Regions from separate parts of the Mus musculus genome. Here regions 1 and 2 are each linked to region 3. The links are chromatin contacts, called in public HiChIP or PLAC-seq maps. All regions are on one chromosome and are shown on one strand. The core of a region is the stretch at or near the end of the contact, and the rest is flanking DNA. Distances in the headings are between cores, read along the strand shown. Region 1 holds the start of Col6a3 (collagen, type VI, alpha 3). Region 2 has its middle 23 kb from the start of Col6a3. Region 3 overlaps Gm9991 (a long non-coding RNA gene).

Region 1 (4,198 bases), core at 1,399-3,898, 170 kb before region 3:
CTCCCTAGTGCTAATCTTGAACTCCACACAAGGGAGAGGCAGCAAGCACCTTGGTGTTCTGTGAGGCCAGGACCCATGACTGCATGGTACAGAGAGGACTGGGGTGTGAGCATGTGACAAAGAGAATGCTGTCCCCCCCCCCATGTCACATGAAGAGCATGGTTTAATGCCTAGAACCTCTGCTCCAGTTTTTACTTAAAGGAGGTGGATGAGGAAACCCCCTCCCCACCCTCTGCCCATTCAGGTCTGCATGCCCATTGCCCACCTCACACCCAGCAAGTGCATTCTCAGCAGCAGAGCATTAGGAAGCCATGGAGATGTAGGGTTGAGATTCTCTCTGGGGTGTTGCCTTCCTGTCTCCCCTCTATCAGAAGGAGGTAACACATGGAAGGAGTTAGTGATCTCGCTTTCTGCACATGGCTTCGATGGGATCTCCTAGTAAAATACAGATAGCTCCCGATGTTTTGTGACATCTAACTTTTCATGTGAGCCACTGGATGGCTGAGTGGTGAGAAACGTAGGGGCTCTGACCCGAGTTCTGCTACTAACTCAGTGGGTATCATAACAGTGTCACCTGTCCTCTTGGGATGTGACTTTACTCACCTTCAAAACAGGAGCATAATTTCAAGTTACCTAAATTCTCATGGGGTCTGGAGAGATGGTGGAGTGGAGAGCACTCGGTATGCACTCGGTATGTCAGTATCAGGACCTGGGTTTGAATACCCAGCCCCCACTTAAGAAACTAGGTGTGGCCAAGTGTGCACCTGCAGCCTCAGCTGTGTGTGTGTGTGTGTGTGTGTGTGTGTGTGTGTGTGTGTGTGTGTGTGTGTGTGGCTGGATGGATAGAGACAGGATTGGATTGCCAAAGCTTGGCAGCTGACAGCTGAGCTCCAGGTTCAGTGAGAGGCCTGTCTCAAGGGAATAAAGTAGAGAAGGACACAGCAGGAACCCGTGTTCTTCTCTGGCACCCAAGTGTACCCCTCTTTCCAGTATGAAAGGGTTTCAGGTTGGGGAGGTCCTTGAGGTTTTTGAGAGATGTACTTTAAAGTGCTTTGAAAGGTACAAAGCTCTGTAGAAACCCGTGTTCCCACTGGAGAGTTTCTGTAGGAGTCTGAGCCAGAAAACCGCCCCCACCCCAGTGTGCGCCCAGAAGGAGACCTCACAATCAGGATCATTATGTATAGAACTCTTGCCCTCTTGCCTTTCGCGCTGGCAAACAGAACTCTGGTTAGCGGCAAGCCAAGGAGACGACGCTAATTGCTGGGTTTGATATTTGAAAAGAGAGATTATTAAGCGAGGTCTCAGTTCAGAAACTTCAAGAAGAAATGGGAGGGTGTGGTGAGGGTGGAGGGGGGGAGATTGCATTTCCTGTTTTTCTTTCTGATGGTGGTTGAAAACCATGGATACCCACGGAGAAATTCCAAAACTCATTCTTTTTCCTGCAGAGGCCTGGCCTAAAAGGTGATGGGTAGAAGTGGCAAATTCATTAATTTTTTTGTAGCTATTGAAGTGCATTTAAACTATTTAATTTTTTTTACTTTATGTGTATGAGTGCTTTGTCTGCATTTATGTCTGTATACCGTATGTGCCTTGTGGGCTTGGAGGTCTGATGGGGGTGTCAGATCCCCTGGACCTAGATGGTTGTGAGCTCCCATGTGGGTACTGGGAACTGAACCTAGGTCCTCTGCAAGAGCAGCCACTGAGCCATCTCTTCAGCCCCTCCATCTTTCTCCTCTCCTCTCCTCTCCTCTCCTCTCCTCTCCTCTCCTCTCCTCTCCTCTCCTCGCTTCTCCTCTCCTCTTCTCTGTTCTTCTTTCCCTTCCTCTCTCCTTCTCTCCCTCCTTCCCTTCCTTCTTTCTTGTTGAGATAGGTTCTCTCTGTCTTTATTTGGTACTTACTGATTCAGCTAAATTCACTGACAGTAAGACCCAGGGATCTGCCTTTCTCTGCCTTCCCAGTGATGGTTTGACACCACATTGGCTTTTTCTTTTTTTAAATTTCTAATGTGTATTTTGGGGACAGACCTCAGGTCCTCTTGCTCAGGCATTAAACATTTTATGGCCTCTGGCAGTCAGTCTGTGGGTTGTGACCCTGATGGGGGTCGAATATCCAATTCATAACATTATGATTCGTGACAGTAGCAAAATTGCAGGTATGAAGTGGCAATGAAGTAATTTTATGGTTGGGGGTCAGCACAGCATGCATTAAAGAGTCGCAGCCCTAGAAAGGTCAAGAACCATGGGGCTAAAGCTGTTTCCCCGACTCTTTCGGGTCTCATCTTTACCACACTTTAGTCTTACCTCAGTAACCAATGACTGAAAAATCTAATTCCTTCTAGCTCATGGTCCATTTCCTCCCCCCACCCCCCTTCTTAGAGCTGGAGTTTGCAGGAGTCCAGCTAAATGCTTGTAAGGCAAAGACGGCCTTCATAGGTGACATCAGCTTGCAGAGCAGGCCAGAAGCAACAGAGCCCCAGGTCTGGTTTTCATTTACAGTTTGGGTCTGTCCTATGGCAGGGAGGGGAGAAGAGGGGTTTGGAGGAAGGAAGGAGAAGGAGGAGGAGAAGAAGGCAGGGGAGGAGGGAGAGAGAGGCGGGAGCGAGAGGAGGAGCAGGAGGAAGCCCTGACTGTACCCCTGGACCCTGTCCAGTTTGGAGTTCAGCCTTTCCCCAAAGGCTGCTCAGTTCTCTAGGCTCCAGCTTCCAGCGAGGATTGCAAGAGGAGACTGTGTCTTCTGATCCTGGATCCTCTGTTCCTTGGTGGAGAAGGGTTGCAGGAAGAAAAGGAGACTTAGCAAGAGAGAACACTATGCATCCTGGTGAAGCGTGATTGAGTTTAGAAGCCCAGGGACACGCGTCTTCAGGTCCGCTCAGGGTAAGTGTGAGTTTTTGCTTATTCGTTTCCTCTGTGGCATGAGGGAAACACTTCAATCAGAAGTGAGTTAGTGGCTCTTACGATCACCCCGTCACTCAGTTTTCTGGACATACTTTAGGAGTCTGCTGCTCTTTCTTTCCTTTGTGGCACAAGGGTTTCTTTAACCTGCTGAAGGTCACGGATTGTCCGATTGTGTCTAGGTTTGCTGCTGCGGGGAGTGTCCTGTGTGTCCCTGCCTGCATGCTATGCACTTCTGACTGGTGCTCTCCTCCAGCTGGCTTGTTAAAAGTCGCTTCTCCTTCCCCAGACCAGCTGCTTTGTTTGCAGAGGCATCTGATGGGAGCATAGGGCAACCTGCAGAGTGGACCCCAGAGAGAGCTCATCTCTTTGGGTTCTCCAAGGGTCATGGGTAGGGGTATACTCTTAAGTGCAGAGAGGCTGGTCAGGCAAACTGCTGTCTTCCGAGTTTGGAGAGATACTGGTGCCAGTTGCAGGGCTGGGCCGGAGCTGCTTAGCCATGGCCATCAAGGCTGCTGCTTCATCATTTTAGGTATCTGAAGTCACTGTTGTAGGATTTGTCCTTTGAGGATGCTTAAGGGAACTGCAGGCCTAAAGCATGCGCAATGTGATACTAGAGCAACTTCCCCAGTGGATAAGGCAAAGCTCGGGACTGGGCTGCCGTGGGTTGTCCAGATGAGAGGCCTGTGCCAAGTTGGGAGGCCCAAGGGCTATTCCCTGGCCATGAGGATGCTGGGTGGGGTTCAGGCCCTCTCTCACTGAGGATGGAAGAGAGTTCCTGGATGGTTGCCAGCCCATTTGGGGATCTATTTCAAGCTACCATGGGATCAATGCAAGGGTGGGGCCAATGGGAAGGGTTCATTGGAGTACTGGAGAAAGGCTAAGAAAAATGAATTTCACAAAAGCCCAGGCAAACTTAGGGACTGGTGTGGACTTCAAGAACAAGTTGTATGAGCACCAGTGGGCACACTACACCCTAGAGAAGTCATTTCTCTCCCTACCCCGAGCTGACTCCAGATGAAAACCCCAGAGTCTCAGAGCTTCAAGGGGATTCATGGGACCTGAGGACAGTTCCCAGCTTCCCAGAGCAAGCTGAAATGTGGAAAAGACTTTAAAATAAAAATCATATTGCTTTTAACAAAAACAATATGGGACCAACTGATTGCTGTAGCTTCCACTACTGGGACTTTTTGACTTCTTTCCTGGGTGATTCTGGGCTAGAAGATTCCAGTGCTGTCATCCTTGGCTTATGGGTGAAGAGAGAGAAGCTCTGAGATGCTGGACTACTGGCCGGGCCCACCTGAGTG
Region 2 (4,130 bases), core at 834-3,333, 190 kb before region 3:
TACTTGGGGTCAGAAGGAAGACACTTAGAATTAGGAGGGGGTCATTGCTTTTGAAAGTTAGGCAAGATTCTTGCCTGGAGCATCAGTCTGTAAAAATGGTCTTTGTTAGGTATGTTTTACAGCCTGGCCTGAACAACCCTGAAAGTGTTGGCAGGAGATACTTCCACAGTGTCAGCTGATGGGGCCCTCTGCCTCTGTTTGACATAGAGATGGAGATTGGAATGTGGGTGTGGGAGGTGTGCACCCCACCTCTAAGGGGCACCTTGGAAATTGTCATGCTCCGAGAGGCTCTGAGAGTCAGTGTCACATGCCATTTCTTCTGGATGCCAAAGGCAGAGGGTATGAAGAAGCAATGGTTTCCTGAGGGTGGCTAGTACCACCTCATGGTATGACAATGGGCTCAGTTGCCCTCAGGGAACTTGGATATGAATCCTGTGATTATGGGGAAAAGCAGTCCACCCTTTGTCCTGCTCCATCTTAGCCAGCAAAGACGACATCCTGTAGGTCCTAGAGGACTGAGGTATAACCATTTGGAGGATTCTAGAAGTTGCAGACTCTTGTTTTGTGAAGTCCTGTCTGATAAGCAGCTCAAGGCTAACTACCTGCTCATCGCTGTCTTGAAGAATGAGTGGCACCTTTAGACACCTTTGTGGGTCCACCCACTTTACTGTGGTACCATATTCAGTCTGTCTGTGGAGCACCCTTTCAGGCAAGTGCTACTATCAAGCTTATGCTACAGAACACTGCAACCTGGGAAGGTGGAGACCTTGGCCAGACAACGTATGCATCTGGGATTTGGTTCAGACCTCTGGCCCACTTTATCTTAGGTCTGGAAACAGAGCTAGTAGCAGGTTCTCTTGCCAATGACTGACCCAGTGGGAGGCAATGGTAAGGAGGGTGAGCCACAGGAGAGGGTAGAGAGTGTGGAAGGGGTTCACATTGGGTGCAGCCCAGAAGCTCTAGAGCACACAGTAAGATGCTCTGCACCCCACTTCTGCCAGCCTTTGGTGCTGGGCTCTTTTCTGGGGCCATGTGTCCATTGCTCAATTACTGACTTCTGAGACAGGGGATAAGATGGGCTTTCCTATCCGTTGTTGAAGCTTCTGAGAGATGGGTTCTCTTAGCCTGAAAGAGGAACGTGGGGGTAGTAGGAGATAGTGGTGTGGTTGCACAAACTCTTGGTCTTAAATTAACCACAGTGAAGAGCTGTAACATGTGCCAGACTCAATAGCTCTAAGCTTAGTGAGAATGGTCCTTCAAGTGAGATTCTTCTGGACTGGTACCCATGAGTGAGTACAGTTGGTGGGCATCTCTGTACAGGGTACTAGGAGGGATTCATCTTCTTGGGAGAGTGAAGGTGACAGCAGGTATAGAGGCTGTCCTAAGAGTCTGAAAGGCTTTCCCCACACACTGAGAACCACATGTGTTTCATTGGGATTTGTATCTTTCATTCCTGTCAGGGTCTAGTATGTGGGAGGAAGGAATGGCTTGGTTATATGAATGAATGAAGAAATGATACAACCAGGCTAATGGCCTGGCAATCCCACCACGGGAAAGACAGGCCTTCTTACGTGATCCATTTCAGTGTCTCCAGGAAATGAGCTGCAGTCTACCCACCATCTCTCAAAATCCTGGCAGCAGATTTGACACATGCCTTGTGTACCTTCCAAGTACTAGCTAAAGATGCAAGCTGTGCAGGTGAGAAGTGGTGGGGTAATTTTGAGGTCCCCAGTGACCCTGCCCATGTCTGGAGAGGTGAGTTGAGGAAACGCTGAGGTGAGGAGGAGGCTCACCCATGGTGACACTTGCTGTTTACAGCTTCTTGGCCATCCGTAACTGAAACCAATGGAAAAAGCCCTTCACCGGTGCTTATAAACCATGAATCAGTGACTGCTCTCACTAACGCCTTTACTGAGTATCTCATTTACTGTGCCTGAGGGAGGGCTGAGGTGGCAGGTGGAACAGAACACTCTTGTGCCAGTTCCTATGAATGGCCGTTGGGCACGCCTCACTGCCCCCCCCCCCCCCAGTCTGTGGCCACAGTAGGAGGGTGGGATGTGTGAGCCTGGCTCTCCTCAGTTACTCATTGCTATGTCATCCACCCACACAGCTACTGATGGTCCTCTCTCCAGAACCATTTATGCCTGTCACCATTCCTTTCTGTGGGCGCTCACCTCTGCAGTTCTGTTTATTATCTGGGGTTGACATGGCTGTCATGTCTCGTGGCTATCATGTCCTATTTAGGAGCAAGGTCTCATCACAGTACATAGAGAGACTTCACCTGGGAGCACCACATGGACATGACATTGCCCTGGCAAGAGGCACTTGCATTGTCCAAGGTGCCAACAAGGCAACTGTGGAAACCCTTCTAGGCTAAAAACAGCACAAGTGGCTCTGGCATCCCAAAGCTCTGTATAAGTTGTGTCTGCTAGAGCACTCTATGGTGTTTAAAACATTTCTACTTACTCCTCTTTATTGGTCTTCATGGTAACCCTGTGAAACCAGCATATTGGTGTTATTCTCATTTGGCCATAAAGGGAACTCAGGAGTAGGTGGCCGGTGTCATATCTGAGCCCTCTCCTAGGCATGCATGTGCCCCCTCCTGGGCATGCATGTGCCCTCTCTTGGGCATGCATGTGTCTGTCTTGCAGCTCCTCCATGCTTCTCCACTGCTAGGTGATGCACATGACATGTGTCCTCTCATTTCTCTGACCTATCCCATCTCACTGTATTCTCTTTCCCTGCCTTCTAGTACTATGTGACCATGCATTTGTTTGTCCCTTATCAGACAAAGGATTTTCCTTCTCAGACAATGAGTACAGATGGTATCTTACACTGTATAACCTTTCGTTCCTGGCTTCTATCACTCAGCATGAGGTTTTCAGGGGAGGTTGGGGAAGAAAGGGTTTATTTTGCTTACATGTTCACATCATAGTTCATCATTGAAGCAAGTGAGGGCAGCAACTAAGGCAGGAAGCTGGAGGCAGGAACTGAAGCAGTAGTCATGGAGGAGCGCTGCTTGCTGGCTTGCTCGGCATGAGGTTTTCAAAATCCACCCAAGTCATAGGATTCTCTTTCTTATAGATGGTTACTATCATATAACTGTCATATTTTGTTTATGCGCTTATCACTAAAAATTTTTATATTGTAATGTGTGTGGTGTCTTCAATAGAGTTAAATGTCAACTTGCCATAGCCTAGGATCACCTGAAAAAGGAATCTCAAGCCAATAATTGATTGTCTTTATCAAGTTGTCTGCGTAGGATTGTTTTGATTATTAATTGATGTGAAGAGGGCAGTCCACTGTGGGCAGCACCATTCCCTAGAGAGATGATCTTTGGCTAGGTTTGGGATGGTAAGTGTTCCTCTATAGTTCCTCCTTCAGGCTTCTGCCTTGAGTTCCTGCCCTGACTTCCCTTACAGATAGGCTGTGCGCCAGAAGGATAAACCCGTTCCTCCCCTAAGTTGCTTTTGGTCAATGTTTTACCACAGCAACAGGGATGTAAGTAGGATACTTTGTACAGACATTTTCCATGGCACATGTGTGGAGGCTAGAGGACAACCTGAGGGAGTTGATTCTCTCCACCATGTGAGTTCCTGAGACTGAACCCAGGTTGTTAGCATTGATCACAATCACCTTTACTGGCTGAGCTGTGTTGCTGGACCTTCACTCACTGTCTGGTGGACATTTATGTTGCTTCCACCTTTTGGCTGTTAGTGATACTACTGTTATGAACATTGGTGTACAAGCTGCTGGACACACACACATTCTATGTGCATGTCTCTTGGGTGTGTAGGAATGGGATTGCTGAAATGTGGTTAACTCGCTTAGTTGGTTAAAGAAACACTAGCCAGCTTTTGAATTTGTGCACTGTCTTCTCTTCTCACCACAGGGTTATGTGTTCCACCTTTTCCTATCTCACCAGTGCTTAGCATCTGAGTCAACCTAGTGTCTGTGAAGTGGTACCTCACTGGGGGTTGCTATGCTACCCTGATGCCTTCCCACAGCATAACCTTCTGCACCCGTCGCCCATTGGCTTATCTTCTTTGGGGCAATGCCTGTTCATGTACCTTTTACATTTCTTAAATTGGGTTGCCTTTTTGTTACTGAACTGTAAGAGTTATTAATGT
Region 3 (3,888 bases), core at 1,144-3,643:
TCTATGAACTGTCATCTATGTTTGCAATGGGCTTCTTGGTGATAGAGTGGCCTTTGAGCCACTTATGCTCCTATAAATAATCCCAATAAACTGGTTCACTAAGCTAGACTTGGGTAGAATGTGTTCTTTAGTGTGTTGTCTGTGCCCTGTCTGGGATGAATAGACATTTCATCACCTCTCCCTAGGGTCAGTCACATGACAGCCATTTACTTGCCTCCTAGTGATTACTACCCTGCTTTAATTTCTTCTAAGAACACTGACTAGTGATGGATGACTGAGGATCTCCCTTCTGCATGTTAATTAGATACGTTATGCAATGCTTGGATTTACTTGTTTTTGAAATCCACTAAGGAAAAAATCAGAATTCTTCAGGAAAGAATGAAATTCCTCCAGGTGTGTTCTTTGGGTTCTACGATGGAACATAGGATCTGCTTCCAGCTGCCATGGGGCATCATGCACACACACACACACACACACACACACACACACACACACACATGTGCACACTCATACACATGCCATGGCACTTGTGTGGTGCTTAGAAGATAACTTTTGGAAGTCAGTTCTCTCCTTCCATAGTGTGTTCCAGGCATAGAATTCAGATAATCGGGCTTACATAGCAAGAGCTTTTATTTTCTGAGCCATCTCATAAGCCAGACAGCAAATATTTTAACCAAGTTCACATAAGCTTTCAGGAGTGATCTTGGTAGGAAGCAGGCACCTTGGGGAGAATTTTCCATTTTCTTCATGAATTGTCCTTCAATGTTTGCCCAGAACAGTAGAAAGCACATTTAAGGATGCCGAGAAGGATAGATGTGAGCTCCTATGACTTCCTGTTGTTGTGGTAGCTAAGATACTCTCAAGTGCGGTCCAGCACAGCTGCAATGCTGTCAAGCAGAGATGACCACAACCTTCTCTGTAGTCCTGCAAGTCTCTCACACCCGGGACACAGGCACGACCCTTTTCCTTTCTATAATATTTGATTTCCTGTCAAGGGGCTAAGCCAACGGAGCCAAGGGTCCAGATGTTCCCACTACTCCCATCAGTGGCCCCGCCTCCCCCCACCTGCACTGAGACCTCTTGCTCCAGGGAGATGCATCTTCCCTGTGTACATTTGACACCATCTGGAGACACAAATGCGTGACTCCTATTGCCTTCCCTATGCGCAGCAGACTCTGCACTAGGAATGAGTTATAGTTTTTATTTGTTTCTTTCTCTTTCCCTCGAGTCTTTGCTGTACCTTTGCATTAGCAATGTAACACACATGGTGAGAGGCTTTCAGATACAGGAAAGCATGGAGATGATCAGAACCTCCTCTGAAAGCAGCATCTTGCCAGGGCTTCCGGTGATACTCTGACATTTGTACTCTGGGCTGGGTGACACGTGCAGCTTGACATGTAGGCAGAAGACATGGTCTGCAGTAGGACCGGATGCTGCCTTTTTGGTTGACCTTGGTGTCTGGAAGGCTTAGGAATTATCTGCATTTCAGTAGGAATGCAAAGGGTCAGCTTCAGATCTGGGGGTGGAAGATAGATAATAAATTCCCATCTCCACAGACATCCATGCCACAGCTGGAACTGGTGAGCTAGCATTATGATCTTCTCTGTGGCTTTCCTCCCTAAATGTTATTTCCCTAACTCCCTAAATGTTAGCTGGAAACAGGGGAGGGTGGTCAGGAATATCCAGGTGAGCTCAGACATGGTCATACACATCCTTATGAAAGGAGCACCGGGAGATGTGACATACATGGGGAGAAGCTCACATGACCCTGGAGGCAGTGATGGAAGTGAGCCAAGCCCAAGTCAACACCAGAAGCTGGAGAAGGAGGGGGAGGCTTCTCCTCTGCAGTGTCCAGAGGGATGGAAGCCTGTCTGTATCGTGGGTTGCCACTTATTTCAGACTTCTAGTCTCTTTGTTACTTTAAGCCAACAAGAATGTGGCAGTTCATTGCAGAAATTACAGAAAATCAAGGAATCAAACAGAATAGGCCCTGGTATGGAGCCAGGTCCTGGACCCAAAACACACCCAGTGTCAGAAATCAGGAAGTCAGACAGACAAACAAAAGGATAGAAAAGAGGGGTAGAATCAGGATCCAGTGCACTTCAGGTCCCTCCCAATATATAATTCTCCTCTTTGTGTTTCCAAAAGCTACATGTCCTGGGGCTCAGAGATGTGGTTCCATCTCAGCACAGATTCGTACTGAGGGAGCTGCATGCTATCCAACCTGTGAGGATTCAGACAAAGCCCTTCAGGCATATGGCTCTCCAGAGTGTCCAAACGTGAAGCTGACACCTCAAGAAAGAACCATGTCCTGTCAGAATGAAACAGGGATGTGCCTGAGATGCCAGGGGTGGGTGGTAGCACCCATGCACTGGCTCTGAGGGAGCAGGGTTAATGGCTCAGAAGTGGACTCATGTATTAGTCAGCCTTTCAGCACTGTGACAGGATCCTTGATGTCTATACCTTAAAAGGAGGATTTGGGTTTGTGGCTTCAGAGGTTTTGTGGGCCCCATTGCTATGGACCTGTGATAAGGCAGAACATAACCATGGAGGGAGGAGCTGTGTGGTGGATGCTGCTCACCCCAGGGAAACCAAGAAGCAGAAACAGGGGCAAGATAGACCTTTCAAAGACATGCCCCTGGTGACTCACCTCTTCCAACCAAACCCTCTCTCCTTCTAGTCCCTTTAGGTTATGAACTCATTAGTAGGGTAATTCATTGGTAAGGTTGAAGTCAGAGTCCTCACTGAATCAGATCATTGATGAAGCCCGAGTCTTTATGATCCCTTCAATTCCCAGCAGCACTCTCACCTGGGGATGAAGCCTTTGGAGGAGCACTTCATGTTAGAGTTTGAATATGAAACTTACCTCTTATGCTCATGTTTTGAATACCTCATCCCAAGCTGGTAGCACTAATTTTAGAGGAAACTTAAGGAGGTGGCATCTAGCTGGATGAAGGTCCCTGGGTGTGGGTTCTAGGGACTATATTCTCTCTGGTGTCTTTACCAACCCCCTTCCTGCCTCCTGTTGGCAAAGGGGTGAGTAGCAGCCCCTTTCACAGACTCCTGACACCAGGATGATGCTCTCCCCATACTCATGGGGAAGAGTAACCATGGGCTGAACCCTCTAAAACCACCAGCCAGGATAAATCCTACTCCCTCAAAGGGTCTTTAGAGGGATTTGGTCTCAGTGATAGGAAAAGTGAAATAACACACCCCACATCTAAGCCACTCACAGCCATTTCTAGAATATCCTATCCATCCCCCCTTGTATGTCATATTTCATTAGACGTTAGTTGACTCCTAAGGGAACTTGATGGTGAGTTTGCTCTAAGGGTCTCTCAGTGGCCTTCCTCTGTCCTGGAGATTTCCCCTTGAGGTGTTTGTGCTTGCCACCAGACCCCCTTGGGTCCCTGACTGAACTGGCCAGAGAGCAGCTGTGTGTTGCTCTCAGATTTCTTACAGAATGCTGACATCATGTACAGTCCTCCCCAGAAACACAAGAGCCAGGTGGGTATGAGGCAGAACACCCCACTGATAATTCCAGGCTGCGGCAGTGGGTGGGAGCCAGAAACTGAGAACTGAGGTGGAAGTAGCTGACTGGGCTGGGGGTGGGGACTTCCTGTCTGAGCCTGTGAATGATAGGACAAACCTTCCAGACTTCAGGTGGGGGAGGCTGCTACCCCGGGTTTGTGGGCAATCAGTTACCCTTTCCTCAAAGGCAACGCTGTGAGAGCTGTTGCCCGAGAACAGACTCCCTCCCTTTCCCAGAGCTTGGACAGCTGCCAGAGCCTGTCTTCTGGTCCCACAGTCCTGGACTGATAGAGAGCTTTCGGCCATGGAACTGAGAAAGTATCTGACCTTAGTGGAAAAAGCCATCACATCTCCTAA

Evidence for each region. HiChIP or PLAC-seq counts read pairs in DNA pulled down with a chosen protein or histone mark.
Region 1: a FOXA1 HiChIP or PLAC-seq map of pancreatic cancer cells shows a contact between it and region 3. The contact joins the promoter of Col6a3 here to the enhancer-like site in region 3. A contact is called at or near these places in 8 of 39 promoter capture datasets (the 3T3-L1 cell line, the C10 cell line, cranial neural crest and 3 more), 1 of 15 datasets of contacts at CTCF or cohesin (the NIH/3T3 cell line), 8 of 484 Hi-C or Micro-C datasets (the C2C12 cell line, the HL-1 cell line, liver and 3 more), 8 of 115 datasets of contacts at active chromatin or transcription factors (cardiomyocytes, a colorectal cancer cell line, craniofacial prominence and 5 more) and 3 of 9 other capture datasets (adipose tissue, liver and pancreatic islet).
Region 2: a contact with region 3 is called in a FOXA1 HiChIP or PLAC-seq map of pancreatic cancer cells. The contact joins two enhancer-like sites. A contact is called at or near these places in 9 of 39 promoter capture datasets (the HPC-7 cell line, cranial neural crest, embryonic stem cells and 4 more) and 1 of 115 datasets of contacts at active chromatin or transcription factors (pancreatic cancer cells).

Annotation. Positions count from the first base shown.
Region 1 is chr1:90,842,421-90,846,618 of GRCm38.p6, reverse strand. It overlaps Col6a3 (collagen, type VI, alpha 3), which reads left to right and starts at 2,648. Exons shown (of 44, transcript NM_001243008.1): 1 at 2,648-2,873.
Region 2 is chr1:90,864,829-90,868,958 of GRCm38.p6, reverse strand. No RefSeq gene overlaps it. Among named protein-coding and RNA genes, the nearest start is that of Col6a3, 23 kb to the right of the region's middle. Within about 2 kb of position 2,083, at least 17 of the 459 cell types and tissues checked have an H3K27ac peak or open chromatin away from gene starts, as enhancers often do. A contact at or near this core is called in pancreatic cancer cells, where this site is marked.
Region 3 is chr1:90,676,521-90,680,408 of GRCm38.p6, reverse strand. Gm9991 (a long non-coding RNA gene) reads right to left here. Exons shown (of 3, transcript XR_878398.1): 3 at 754-1,516. Among named protein-coding and RNA genes, the nearest start is that of Gm9991, 4.0 kb to the right of the region's middle. Within about 2 kb of position 2,393, at least 26 of the 459 cell types and tissues checked have an H3K27ac peak or open chromatin away from gene starts, as enhancers often do. A contact at or near this core is called in the C2C12 cell line, the HL-1 cell line, embryonic fibroblasts and 2 more, where this site is marked.